2 separate regions of the Gossypium hirsutum genome follow, and region 1 is linked to region 2. A link is a contact called in public Hi-C data. All regions are on one chromosome and are shown on one strand. Each heading gives the region's core, a stretch centred on a gene start, on an enhancer-like site or on the middle of the called end of the contact. The rest is flanking DNA. Distances are from core to core; before and after follow the strand shown.

Region 1 (6,738 bases), core at 2,417-4,916, 710 kb before region 2:
CCTATAAGCTGTGTTCATCCAAGTTGATTCACTCAGGGTGGCTTGGATGCACTTTTATGTTATCAAAGGTAATAGTGCAAGACATGTACCTATTTTGCAGAAGTTTAATCGAGCTGGAAGAAATTATTGGAACTCTTCAATTCATTCTGACCAGGAAGAGCAAAAAGTTTAGACAATGTCTGCGAATCAGTACAAGGCTGTCTATGTATGAGAGGAAATAGGACAAAAAAGAGAAAGCAAATAGGTAGAGGCTAGGCTAAACAATTCACACACCTAGACAGGCCTTAATCTCCTGGGTAGCTTTGTTAGAAGGCTGCCTACAAGATTTAGACTAAGGGAGACACTTGGGATCAGTGATTTGCCTTCTCTACAACAACCAGAGGAGACCTGTGACCATCTTTTGACATGGTTGTGTTCTAAGTTGTTGGAGAAAGTATTGTGAGAATGTGGTATATACAGAGCTGCTGCAGGCTGGCAAGAGGCGTTGCACTTGGCACAGAAAAGGAAAAGCTCTCATTTCTGTTATTGTATGTTTAGCATGGAACGCTTACATCTATTACCAAAGGAAAGGAACAATTGAACTAATGGAGGAATTCTTTCTGTTATTCCAGCTACAATAAGATTTAGTTGGTATCATTTAAGGAATTTAGCAGGGAACACCGTTAATAGGGAGTTAAGTTGTGCTTGAGGTATATGCGATACTATGCATGCATAGTGTCTAAACTGTTTTTTTTTTTGTTTTGCAGTTCAGTTTGAACTGTAGAAGCTTATCTACTTATTTTGGATAGTAAAAAAAATAAACAAAGAAAATAATTTTCCTTTCACTTTTCCACTCACCCCTTCCATCTTCCTAATACACTACCCAGCAATGCCTATGCAAATGAATTAAAAAAACAAGACCATATCTATGAGTACCATGAAAGACACTTCATAAGATTGTATTAACTCTCAATGAGTGCACTAAAGAATATGATTGTCATAAAGAGCAGTGTGATTCCAATATTAAGCAGTAAGCTGCTAATGGTTAAAAGGAATTACTTCATTATCTATGGCTAAGCTCTAGGATGCAAAGAATGCATCTAGAATGCAGGCAAGACACTAACAGGATACTTAATTTAAAAATGACTAGCACATCAATTCTTTTGTTGGTCAGATGGGATATTGTCTTCATTAATTAAACTCAAATAAACTATACAAGCTGCCTACAGAGAGTCAACATCATTTGAAGAATGGCTTTTAATTCCATAAAACAATATTAGTAGAAATCAATAGCTTTATATTCATTTTATCCTGCATAAAACTTTTCATCCATCGAAGGATGAAAAACATGTCAGGTGACTAGAAAACCCCAACCTACTCAACAATACGGAGCATTTCATGGTTAAGAATCTAAGAAATCAAAAAAATGTATAATATTTTTAATAATATAAACTATAAAATATAGATTAAATTAAATAAAAATAATGTTTTGAAGTTTAGTTTTTTATTTTATAGTGGGACCATATGTGTTAAATGAAATAAGATTATAAGAAACTTTAAAAACCACCTTTTTAGGTAGAATTGGGATAGACTGAAATTCCCTTTCGAAATTCTTAAAATTTTTTGAAATTTTCCATTATTTATTTTTACCTAAATAAGTAAATTCATTTTTGGAATAAACTATAAGTATAATTTAAAAAAATAATATTTTGAAGTTTAAGTTTTTCATTTATAGTGGGACCATATGCGTTACATGAAATAAGATTATCAGAAACATTAAAAAAAAGCACCTTTTTAGGTAGAATTTCGATAAACTCGAATCCCCTTTCGAAATTACTTAAAATTTTCCATTATGTACTTCAGCCTAAATAAGTAAATTCATTTTTCGAATTTTAAAACCTTTAATAGAAATGCAATTCTTTCTCTAAATCCTTCATTCAAACATACTCTAAGTGTAACAAAGAGTTAACTTGGCAACAAGTCAAACATGTCCTTCAACCAAAAGTATCGGATAATCATCGAAGTCACCCAAATTGGCTAACAGCATCTTGACACTCAAGTCTAAGTTGATCACAGAGAATCATATAGGAGAGAACTATTGATCCAACCAAAGAGGCTAAATAACTGAAAGACTGAATCAGATATTATATATTGACAACAGAGGATTATGACGTTACACTAGTTAAAAGAATGCAGACGTTAATGCAATGAACCATATAAATAATTACAAAAACTAAAACGAGAACATGAAGACTGTAGAATAGAATGAGGAAAATGAACACAGTTATTTGAGGCTGACCGTTTGTCAAAGAATGTTTCATTGCAGGGATTTTCCAGCTGAATGAAGCAAAAAAAGCATTAATATCTGCATCAGGGAACGCCAATTTGACATACCGCTCAACTGAAAGCTTGCTAGCAAGACCACGTTTCCTGCCTGAGTCCACAAGCTTTTGGAGGCGCTTTGGAGGATACAAATACCTATCTAAGAAATGGCCAGTAATGGCTACTCTCCTTCCCACTTTCCAAGCCCATATGTCACCCTTCTTAGGCCAATCCACTGGAGCATACGGCAACCCAAACCCAGATGCCTCTGGCAAAACAGGACTGAGATGAAGACTATTTTCTCTTCGTCTAGGCGTGCTTCCATTATTTTCCTTAGTATCATCAATATCCATAAGATTCAAGTTTAGCAGAAGTAGCCAAGAACCAGCACACTGCATTAAATGCAATTCAAAATTTTTTACATGTTCAGCCATTAAAAGATTACAAAACAGTTCTCAGTAATTGCAACATAAATTTCATCCTATGACATCCTGCTTAGCCATATTTACAGTCTTCCATAGCAAAGAAGAATCTACCCCTGAAATTTCGTACTGAGAACTACTCAAACTGTTTCCAGCATTCAGAACAGTACCCCAAAAGAAGATACTCAGACATATATAGACAAGTGTAAAACTAATTTTAACTTAATATATGATTGCTATTTTAACATACTACTAATTGGATTTAGCAATATAACTACATTGATGGTGCATGTTAAATTTCGATTCGATCAGATATTTTTATTATTGTAATCAAGAATATTGTCTTTTATACATATCTAGCAATTAAAATCTTTTTCATAAAAAAAAATAGTTTAGACATTTTTAATTTACTGGAGGAAAAATCAAATAAATATTGCGAAAAGCATTTAAATTTAGATTAATGATTCAAAATTTAATGGCATGGCATCATAATAACAATAATAAAAAACAATGCAGGTTCCTTTAGCATCCAATAAAAAACTCAAGAATCTCTTCAAGAAATCCAATTTTCTTGAACGTAAATTTTAAGTTATTAGCGTCTATTAATTTAGAAAATTTCATCTGTTCACTTAATAATTGAAGGAAGAAAACGCCAGAAAAAAAAGAACTAAAAAAAATCACCTGGAACTGTATAACAATTTCACGGGAGCAAGACTGACGATCTCTGCACCTGCTAAAACAGAAATAAATCTGTTTCCGGTTTTCTAAAATGGAAATCAAATAATTTTGAGATAACAAAATTTAAAAAGAAATTAGCAGAGAGAAGACTAACTTTAGGGTTAGGATTAAAGGGCAGAAAATGTAAAAATTGAGAAACGATATTTTTCTATTGCAGATTGAAGAACTGATGAAACCCTAATTTAAAAAATAATCATTATGTGTTGGGCCGAGTTTGGACAAAGATTTTATCAATTTCAACCTGAATAAATTTAAATTATTATTTATTTTTTAAGAGTATAAAATTAATATGATTTTATAAGTAATTTTATCTATAATTTATATTTCAACAATTCAATGTTAAATTAGTTAAAATAATTGTACTTGTTATACATATAATTTTTTAAATTAGTTTGATATCTTTATTATATCGATCTAAATTTAAAACTTTTAATCGTTTAATATACATTATTATAGATAATATTTTAAATTGATATAATAAAATTATCGAATCAATTAAAAAAGTTATACGCATGAAAAATATAAATATATCAATAAATTTAATGATTATTAATTATATAAAAAATTACAAAATAATGTAAAATTATTTACAATATTTTTTTATTCAATCTAAAATTTGAAGACAACTAGAACTTTGTTTTAATAAAAGGTTTTTTTTTTTACATACATTATATCAAGAGCTCGAATATAAAAATATTAGTTAAATTATGGTACAACTAAGATATAGTTAAAAGTAATTATGTAATATTTTTACTAAAAATTATATAAAAATTAAAAATAATTTTAGTTAAAATGATAAAATTAAAGGTTTGAATGTTATTATATCTTGAATTCAAATTTTATGATAAGCATATAATTTTTGGATTTCATATAAAATTGTAATGAGACAAAAATATCTCAAAAATATTCATTACTTTATTAAAGTAATAAACTTTTTGATAATTTAACGTGATAACCACAGACAAATCAATTCGTCTTTTAAATTTAATATAAATAAATACAATTTTTTTATATTTTTTAAATAGTAAACCAAATTTATGTGCTTACTCAAGCTAAAAATAAATAAATAATAAATAATTCAAATTGAAACCCAATTAGTCAACTCATGTGTAGGTTTAACTTAACAATCTTTTTGTAAAGAGATTATATTCTTAAAAAGATATGTAGCTTTAATTAATAATTAAAAGATAAATGATAAAAAAGTGTATTGTTTTTAATAAAGTTAAATTAGCTAAATGACAAAAAAAGAAATGAATTTTTTCCTAGTTAATTTAAATAAATTGTTAAATAATTAATTAATAAGGGAGATTAATTTTTATAGAATTCATATTTGGAAAATTTATATTAGAAAAATTGGCACTATAAAAATGAGTCACTCAACAAAAGTTTTAGAAGTTTAAAAGATTAAAAAGCCTTAAAAATTCTTTAAAAGAATCTTAGAACTTAAAATTTTTTTGAAGAATTATAAGCTAATTTTCAAGCATTCTAAAAAAAAAGATGCTTTGCTTTCTTAGTTTACCAATGATACGAGACCAAATCTCGATGTTCTTTAAAATAGAGTCAAGCACTCAAGATCAAATCTCGTGAACTTTTGAAGCAGACTCAATCATCTAAAACCAAGTTTTAAAGACTCTTGCTTGGATTAAACTCTCTCCGATCTTATTGCATCAACGCAAAAAATATCAACTTTAGTTTCAAGATTAAATATAACAATCTAGTTTCAATATCAAATTTTGACGATACTTAAAGAAGACTCGTTGATCCAAGATTAAATTTCAAAAACCTTTGCGTCAATTCGTAAGAAACTCTTCAAATCTATTTTCAATATCAAATCTCAATAACAAGCCACACCTGTTCAAGATCTAATTTAAATGACCCTGAAAGAAAAGAATAAAAAAGTTCATTCAAGAAACTACAAAAATTGTAACCTACAAAGTTTGATAATAAAAATTATCTTATTCATGTTTGATTTTTCAAGTTATATTTTCAACGAAAAGTTTATGTGCAATCTTTTATATGTTATTCTAATTAAGGTAGTTAATATTGCATTAGTAGACACATTATTTTTTTTTTATTAGAGCTAGTACATATCGGTATTAATTTATTTTGGTATACCGTTTCAAATTTACCAATATTTAAAAGAAATTAATATATATAATATTTAAATAAGATATTAATTATAAAAAATATTAATAAATTATATGAAAATACTCATAAATGAACTTGATGCGAGCATTAAGGTCCTCAGGCCCATGAAATTGATGGGCTTAATGATCTATCGTAATTTAATATGTCAAATTAGGTTCTCTTGAGTACTTAATTAGTTTGTTTTTAAGTAATTTATGAGTCTTTTTACTATTTTTTATTGATTCTTAGATTTTAGTATTAATGATAGTTGTTCTCATATCGTACCTCTTTTGAGACCCAAATTGGCAAAACTATGTCATTGGGAGTCTAATGATTGATATGAGCTTGTATTGGCAGATGACGACGGCCAAACCTTGAAGTGAAAAACAATTGACATGGATGTCACTACACTAATGCTAGAATGTCGGGACACTGAGCCTTTATTACCTCAAGTGTGCAAGACTTCAACAAGAAATCAACCAGGAGCAAATTGTTGAGAGGGTCGAGACACTAAGGGTGTTGTGTTGCGACATTGGTCGAGACACCAAGCAGCCAATGTCGTGATACCACTGCTAGTTGTTGAAGTGAAGAAGTCATGGCCACCACCGAGGATGTTGCGACACTAGCTAGTCAATGTCGAGACATCAAGACCCCCTAGCCAAATTGGTGCCTACTTTTGAGGGTGTTACGACACTAGAGCCTGACGAGATGAAAAATTGCAGGAGTAATTTTGTGTCTACACATGCTTAAGTCACTTTTCATTTAAGGGCATAGTTGTCAATGTTAAGTTAAATGTTAGTAGACTATAAATACTACTTTATAAGCTTTTTGGAAAGGGACTTTTTTATGGCTGATCATCTTTCTTTACTTTTCATAGTTTTAAGTTGGGTTTCTTTTCTTTTCTTTTCATTTTTAGATTAGGTTGTCCTTTTTTCTTTTTTAAAATAGATTTTATTTTTGTTGTTTTCTTTCTTCATTATTGTTAAGACTTTTGTAATTGGAAATGGATCAAGCTTTTGGGTGCCATTGGTTCCACATCTAAATGAGTATTTTTTACTTTTACATTTATATTGTAAATATAAATTGTTTGATGAAATGTCTTTTTGGGTGTTAAGCTTTATTATGTGCCAATATTGCTTGTTGGTTAGTT
Region 2 (6,962 bases), core at 1,484-3,983:
CTAGGTAAGGCAAGAAAAACAGAGAAACAGACTAATACTTTTAACTTACACTAGCAGCCTTCAGCTTCAGAATTACTGATAAATTATCAACTACCAAAAGAATGGCTATTACAAATTACCACAATCAGGCCAACCCAGCAATGTCATGCGGATAAGAAAGAAGTTACAGACCACAGTATATTAGTACCAAGCAGCATAAAATATCGGCCATAAACTACCAACAACTAAGCCACAAGGACTAACGTCTACCAGGAATATCCAGATCAAAGCCTACAAGAACATAAGGTAATTACAACATGTTGCTATGAAAGAAAAGGTAATTATAAAATGCAAAAGGTGCAATTTAGCTCCAACCTACGACTAAATTGTGATGAAAGGTACTTGGAAAGGGATCTGAAATCCCCTTACTTTCCAAAACCAAACTAGGGACATGCTTACTACCCAAAAACAGTGACTTGTAGAAACTGCAAAGGGTCAGACTCATTAATACTGATGTTAATCCAAAATCAAATTTACTATATTGAAAATGAAAATGAATGGGAATCTAATATTAAAACCCATCAGAAAAAATAACATAGCCAAATATGAATAAGTAACCGTACAGGACACAGAGGCCAGCAACAGAAAAAAGAGCTACAATAATACAACATATATATAACAGCAATTTTATCTCTGACAAATTTTCCACTGCATGGATAAATAAACTGGTGTCCTTATGTACAACTACAATCACTATTGCATCGAAGCACTATAGAGAAATATACATTGGTACAACCTACCCTTCATTTTATGAATAAATTAGGCTTGAGTCAGTAAATAATCAACAATGACGAATCACCAACACAGCAATCCAGCACCAAAGCTTGCTAGCAGAAAGTGCCATTTTTCATTTTTATGATGAAGACATAGACTGACTTGGGTTTGATAAAAAACCGTAATACAAAATAACACAAGCAATGGCACATGGGAAGCACTTCTCTGAACCAGTTAGTAAAAGCAAGCAGCCAACAAAACCAAGATTATAGCAAACCAAGATTAACTATGCCACGAACAAAGCAAACCAGCAAAAAGGTAATAGCAAATCCAAGATTTAAGGTCAGGCTAAAGAGATCAGATTGCGCACTTACCTAAAACCCTAGAAATATCAGATTGTTGAAAAATGTCCGGAAAACCATTTATAAAAGGGGGAGACAACACTGCCTCAGCGTTGCATTACCTCAACTGAATTTAACAATTATTGTAAGCACTATCAGTATTATTTATCCATAACTTATTATTGAAACTCACCAGCTAATCCTTATTAGTAATAGTTTATGCTATAAAACACCTATCAGAATAAGAAAAGGAAACATTGTATTAAAACCCAGACATTATCCAAAAGAATAACACTTGACAAATATTATTCTAGAAAGAAATAGGTAACAACATCAAACACCTGCACTGAAACGATTTCAGTGCTATGTGCAGTAAATGCAACACAAGTCAACTAAATTCAAGCTCCAAGATATTTGCATCCTTAAGTCAATATCACCTATCAAATACAGCACTCTAGCTTAATATATTAAAATGTTAACAGCCACAAAACAAGCAATCTAATCTAACTAGTTGCAACACATCAAATTAAGAAAGAACAGAAGCATCTAAGCAGTAAAATATGGAACTCAAGTCCCAAAAAATGAAAAATAGCATTCAAGAAGTTAATTCCAATTCAGAATCAAACCTAAATTTGGCATTAGATTTGCCACAAGCCAAGCATTGAAGCCGCCCTTGTTTACCATCCTCCAAGTAATTCTTTTTCTGCCCCGTATTCTCAAAAACTGCCTTCACAAAGTGCAAAAACGCCTTCTTTAGAGCACTTTGATCAACCTCCAAATGCTTATGATTAAACCCCGCATTATTATTTTGATATCCCCCACCAACTCTCATATACTTGGCTGCCCTAGTTTCCTCATTTCCAAGCGGGCTACTCATTCCAGTTAGGCGGTCTGACCCGCCCGGCCCCAAAGTGTAGATCTTTTCCTTCTTCTCCTCTCTTAGGTCTTTTCCTTCATCGCTGTACTTTCTCTTTAACGGGCCAGGCCCGTCACCCGGCGAATTCCAATAATCGCGATTATCGCGGAAGCCCATTGATGGGCTACCGAAGTCACGAGGTCCGAGTATGGGTCGGGTAGGAAAGTCCTGGTAATCGGGCGGGAGAGCAAAGTAGGAGCGGACGCTGCCGTCGTAAAGGACGATTGTCCGACGCTCCAGCATGTGGAATCCATAAGCCGGTGGAGGCGGAGGGCCAAGGGCGGCTGGATCGGGGAAGGGGAAGGGTGGATGAGCTTGATTGGGGTCGGATTGTGACTTGTTTTGAGCAGCGGAGCTTGGAGGTGGGCCAGTCCTGGTGGATGGGCTGGGCTTGGTGGAGGACTTGTGGTCGGCGGTTGTGGAGGAGGGGTTTTTATTGGCGCTGGAAGAGGAAGATTCCCAGCGGGATTTGCGGTGGTTGTTGGAGGAGGATGACGGTTGTTTTGGCGGATTCGGTCCCGCCATCATTGGAATTTAGTTGGATTTTAAGGCTTTTGGATGCATTTAGGGGAATCACAGGAAGATGGAGCTTTTATTCACTGTAAAGTTCACCCGTAAATTATTTAGATTTTCAAAAAAAAAAGAAAGATCAAATTTTGCCCTCAACCCCTATAATTTGTCAAAGTTTAAGATTTAATTCAGTACTTGTCAAATAATTTTTTTTACCTAATGACATCAATGTGGCATGTTTATATAAACAAGGATGGCGTTTAATCCATAATTTGAGTTCTTTGTTCTATAGAGTTTTGAAAGCAAATTACTTAATAACACAAACTTCTTACTACTGAGAATTGGATCAAATGCAACTTATACTTGGTGGAGCATTTACTTAGCTAAAGAGGTTCTTAAACAAGGATTAGTAGCCACACTAAATCGATTATTTCACTTTTTTGATTATTTGAATTTAAATCCGTAAATTATTTGAGTATTATTATCTAAATTTGAATCTGAATTAAATATCATAATCCGTAAAAAAACTAAATTTAACATTTTCAATCATATGTAAGATAAAAATCCAGATATGAATCCACAAAATAATATAAATTCAAACAAAAAATTAGTTTTAAATAAAATTTATTCATAATTAACACTAAATAAATGTAAATTAACAAAAATAGTTAAATAACAATCCAAACATATTAAAAATAACAATTTAATAACAATTCAAATATACAAAACAACTTAAACACAAGAATTCCAAACAAATTAAATATTACATAACAATCTCAAATAACTTAATTACTTAACCCTAATTATTTAATAATAATTGAATATAGTATCATATAAATCATACATATATAGAGGGTAAATTATCTAGTTGGTCATCCAACTTTTAAGGCGCTTTCATTTTAGTCATCCAAAATAAAATCTTTGCAATTTTGTCACTTAACTTTTTAGGGCGCTTTCATTTTAGTCATTCAACCGTTAGATCTCTAACGCCACTTAAGTTGTACATTCCACATCATGTTCAGCCTTTCATTTTGGTCACCCAAAAACATCCCTTTTTTAATATTGATTGGGTAAAAAAACATTAAAGTGAAAAAGTGAAAAAGTGGTAGAAACTAAAATAATGTTTTAAAAATTGTCAAATTGTACTTGTTTATCCCATTGCCGAAAGAAACTTAAATTTCTTTAATAATTTTATGCAAAAATTTAAATTTTTTTTATTATATAAACTTGAATATTCCATGTTAAGTTAAAAGAAAAGAAAAATCATTGCAATTAAATAAATTAATTGCTTATTTTTCGTTTTGGTAAACAAGTGATGAAAAAATTCTAGGTTTTGTTTGGGCATGGAAGATAAATTTAATTAATTTAATTAATTGTAAGAATTTTTCTTTACTTTTAGCTTAGTATGAAAGACTCGAGATCATATAATCAAAAAAAATTTGAGTTTCATATGCAATTATTAAGGATGATTTATTTGAATTGATTTTAATTTGGAAACATAAAATAAAATTTTAAGATTTAAAAGGAGACTAAATTAATTTAATTAATTTTAATATTATAGTAACAAATCGACATTGGTTGACATTATCAAAGGATAAAAAGTTTTCAATAACTTATTTAATAAATTTTGATGTTTTGAAATTTAAAATTTTCAATATTGAAAGAAAAAGAAAATTAGAACTTTAGACAAAGGAATAAACAAGTACAAATTTGACAATTTTAATTGTATTATTTTAGTTTCTACCCTTTTCTCACTTTAATCCTTAATGTTTTTTACCCCGATCAATATTTTTAAAAAAATGATATTTTTGGGGTAAGCAAAATGAAAGGAACTTAAAAGCTGGATGACTAAAATGAAAGTGTGAATATGATGTGGCATGTACAGGTAAACTGGTGTTAAAGATTTAACGATTGGGTGACTAAAATGAAAGCGCATTAAAAGTTGAGTGATAAAATTGCAAGGATTTCATTTTGGGTTGTCACACCCGATTTCCTTTGAAACCCAAAAATTAGGAACCTTTAGGATTTAAATTAAATAAAACCATAAGCTGGTGGTCTCTACTGAAAATTTTGAGAAATATAGAGGCTAGTTTGAACATAATTGAGCTTTAAATCTAGTTTGGTTAGATTAGAACCAACGGGTCTCTTAATGGGAGACAAAATGGTTGTCAATGGATAGCTCCTAAACATACAATATGTCATCCCAACCCAATACAATGCAAACATACAATATGTCATGTCTTTATGCAACCATCAGTCATGCGTATACATATATATATTAGTAATCATGTATAATTTATCATGCATTACATACACTCAGATCATACATTTAGGGGTCTAGGTAATACTCACCAACCCTACAGTAGGTTTACAATCGTCTTGGGCAACCCATGCAACCCTAGGAATCATTCCAGATAAATGGGCTAACACGCCCATGTGGCTTGCCCGTGTGGCCCATACGGCCTAAATTTGTCTTGGCCATATGGATCACACGACCTGGCCCAAAATACCACACGCCCGTGTGGGCCCACATGGCCAAAATTAGTCTAGCCTGTGTATCACACACGGTGTACTACACAGGTGACCACACGCCCTTGTGGCGTCGACAATGAGGTTTTCGGCTTTCGTCAAAACCTTATTTTTTGCATTTCCAGGTACATAACTAGTATCGTTTCGCTGCGAAAACTATTCCGAGCTTTCCTAAACCTAAAATCGACATTTCAACGCCTGAAATCAGTAACACTAATGTGACTCAATCGAAATTATTTTGTAACCAAAACCTCACAACATCCTAAATGCTCGCGAAAACTTACCGTTATTGATCCAAATCCAAATCAATTAGATCGTTGCAGGAACCCCAACCAAATCTTAACCTTTGCCTAAATTGTTAATAACAAAACCAGCTCTTCATCAATCACTAATTCGAAAAGCGTTAACGTTTAATAAAACTACTTACCGAATGATGAAATCAGAAAATGCGCAAACGGAGACGAATTGAACCAAAATCAAAACGATGAAGAAGAAAAGAGAAATAGGAGATTCGGCAGTGAGAAAAGAAAAGAAAAGAATAGCCGTCAAAACTTGAGAGAGTGTTTTTACAAAAAGAAAGGATGACAGTTTCTGATAACCCCCAGTCCTTTATTTTTCTCTACTAACCCCCACTCTCAGTCTTTGAAAGCTATCAGAATTCTTTTAGTCAAACGCTCAAAAATAATAATACCCATACCAACATAGGGATTCAAACACCTGATCAACAGCCAACTAACACTCCACTTAACCACCAGACCAGTAAGCCTATTCTGTTAATTACTTGCAACCTTCTAATTAAAAGCCTACTGACTAGAGATAGGGTTTAATTCATAAAAAAAAATACTAAAATTTGCCCAAAGTAGTGCTTGAACTTAGGGCTTCACACACACACTCAGAACACATAACCACTGAAGCAGGTACACAGTTGTGTTAAATTTATCCAGAAACAAAAATATAAATTTTGGGGCATTACAACTCTACCCTCTAAAAGAAAATTTTGTCCTCGAAATTTACCTGATTAGAACAGATGAGGATACTGCTACTGCATCGTATCCTCAGGCTCTCACGTAGCCTCTTCAGTGCTATTATTCCGTCACGGCACCTTCACAAAAGGAAAAGATTTCCTTCTTAGAACTTTTACGTCGCAATCCAAAATCTAAAGCGGCTCCTCCTCGAAGGTCAGATTTGGTCTAACCTCAATCTCCTCCACAAAAACAATGTGAGTATGATCAGAGCGATAGCGCTTTAGCATAGAGACGTGAAACACGTCATGGATACGATCTAACTCAGGAGGTAGCTATAACTGATAAGTGACCAGTCCCACTCGCTTCAAAATTCGGTAAGACCCAATAAACCTAAGGCTTAGCTTGCCCTTCCGACCAAACCTTAGAACCTTCTTCTATGGAGAGGCATTAAGAAACACAAAGTCCCCCACAGAATACTCAATCTCATGCCTTTTTATATCTATGTAAGACTTTTATCTGTCCGATGCCACTTTCAGTTGATCCCGAATCAATCTGACCTTAACCTCAGTTTCAAAAACCAAACTCAGGACCCAGAACACGTCGTTCATCCAACTCAGTCCAGCACAAGGGAGTGCGACACTAATGACCATACAGAGCTTCGTAAGGTGCCATCTGAATGTTGGACTGGAAACTGTTATTATAAGCAAACTCTGCTAGTGGCAGATACTCCTCCCAACTGCCTCGAAAATCGATAGCACAACTCCTCAACATATCCTCTAGTATCTAAATCACCTTTTCTAATTGACCATCGGCCAGAGGATGAAACGCAGTACTGAAGTCCAACCTTGAACCCAGAGCCTCATGTAGTTTTTTCTAGAACTGAGATGTGAAGCGAGGATCCCTATCAGAGATGATTAAAATCGGTACCCTATGCAATTTCACTATCTC

What was found. A called contact is a pair of places that touch in the nucleus more often than the background predicts.
Region 1: a contact with region 2 is called in a Hi-C map of callus, with 3 times the contacts expected there. The contact joins the promoter of LOC107902477 here to the promoter of LOC107888885 in region 2. A contact is called at or near these places in 5 of 34 Hi-C or Micro-C datasets (callus, fibers, leaf and 1 more).

Annotation. Positions count from the first base shown.
Region 1 is chrA09:53,759,248-53,765,985 of Gossypium_hirsutum_v2.1, reverse strand. It overlaps LOC107902477 (protein OBERON 1), which reads right to left and starts at 3,666. Exons shown (of 5, transcript XM_041077657.1): 1 at 3,405-3,666; 2 at 2,279-2,693. The coding sequence starts at 2,654.
Region 2 is chrA09:53,044,435-53,051,396 of Gossypium_hirsutum_v2.1, reverse strand. LOC107888885 reads right to left here and starts at 2,733. Exons shown (of 3, transcript XM_016813143.2): 1 at 1,721-2,733. The coding sequence starts at 2,538.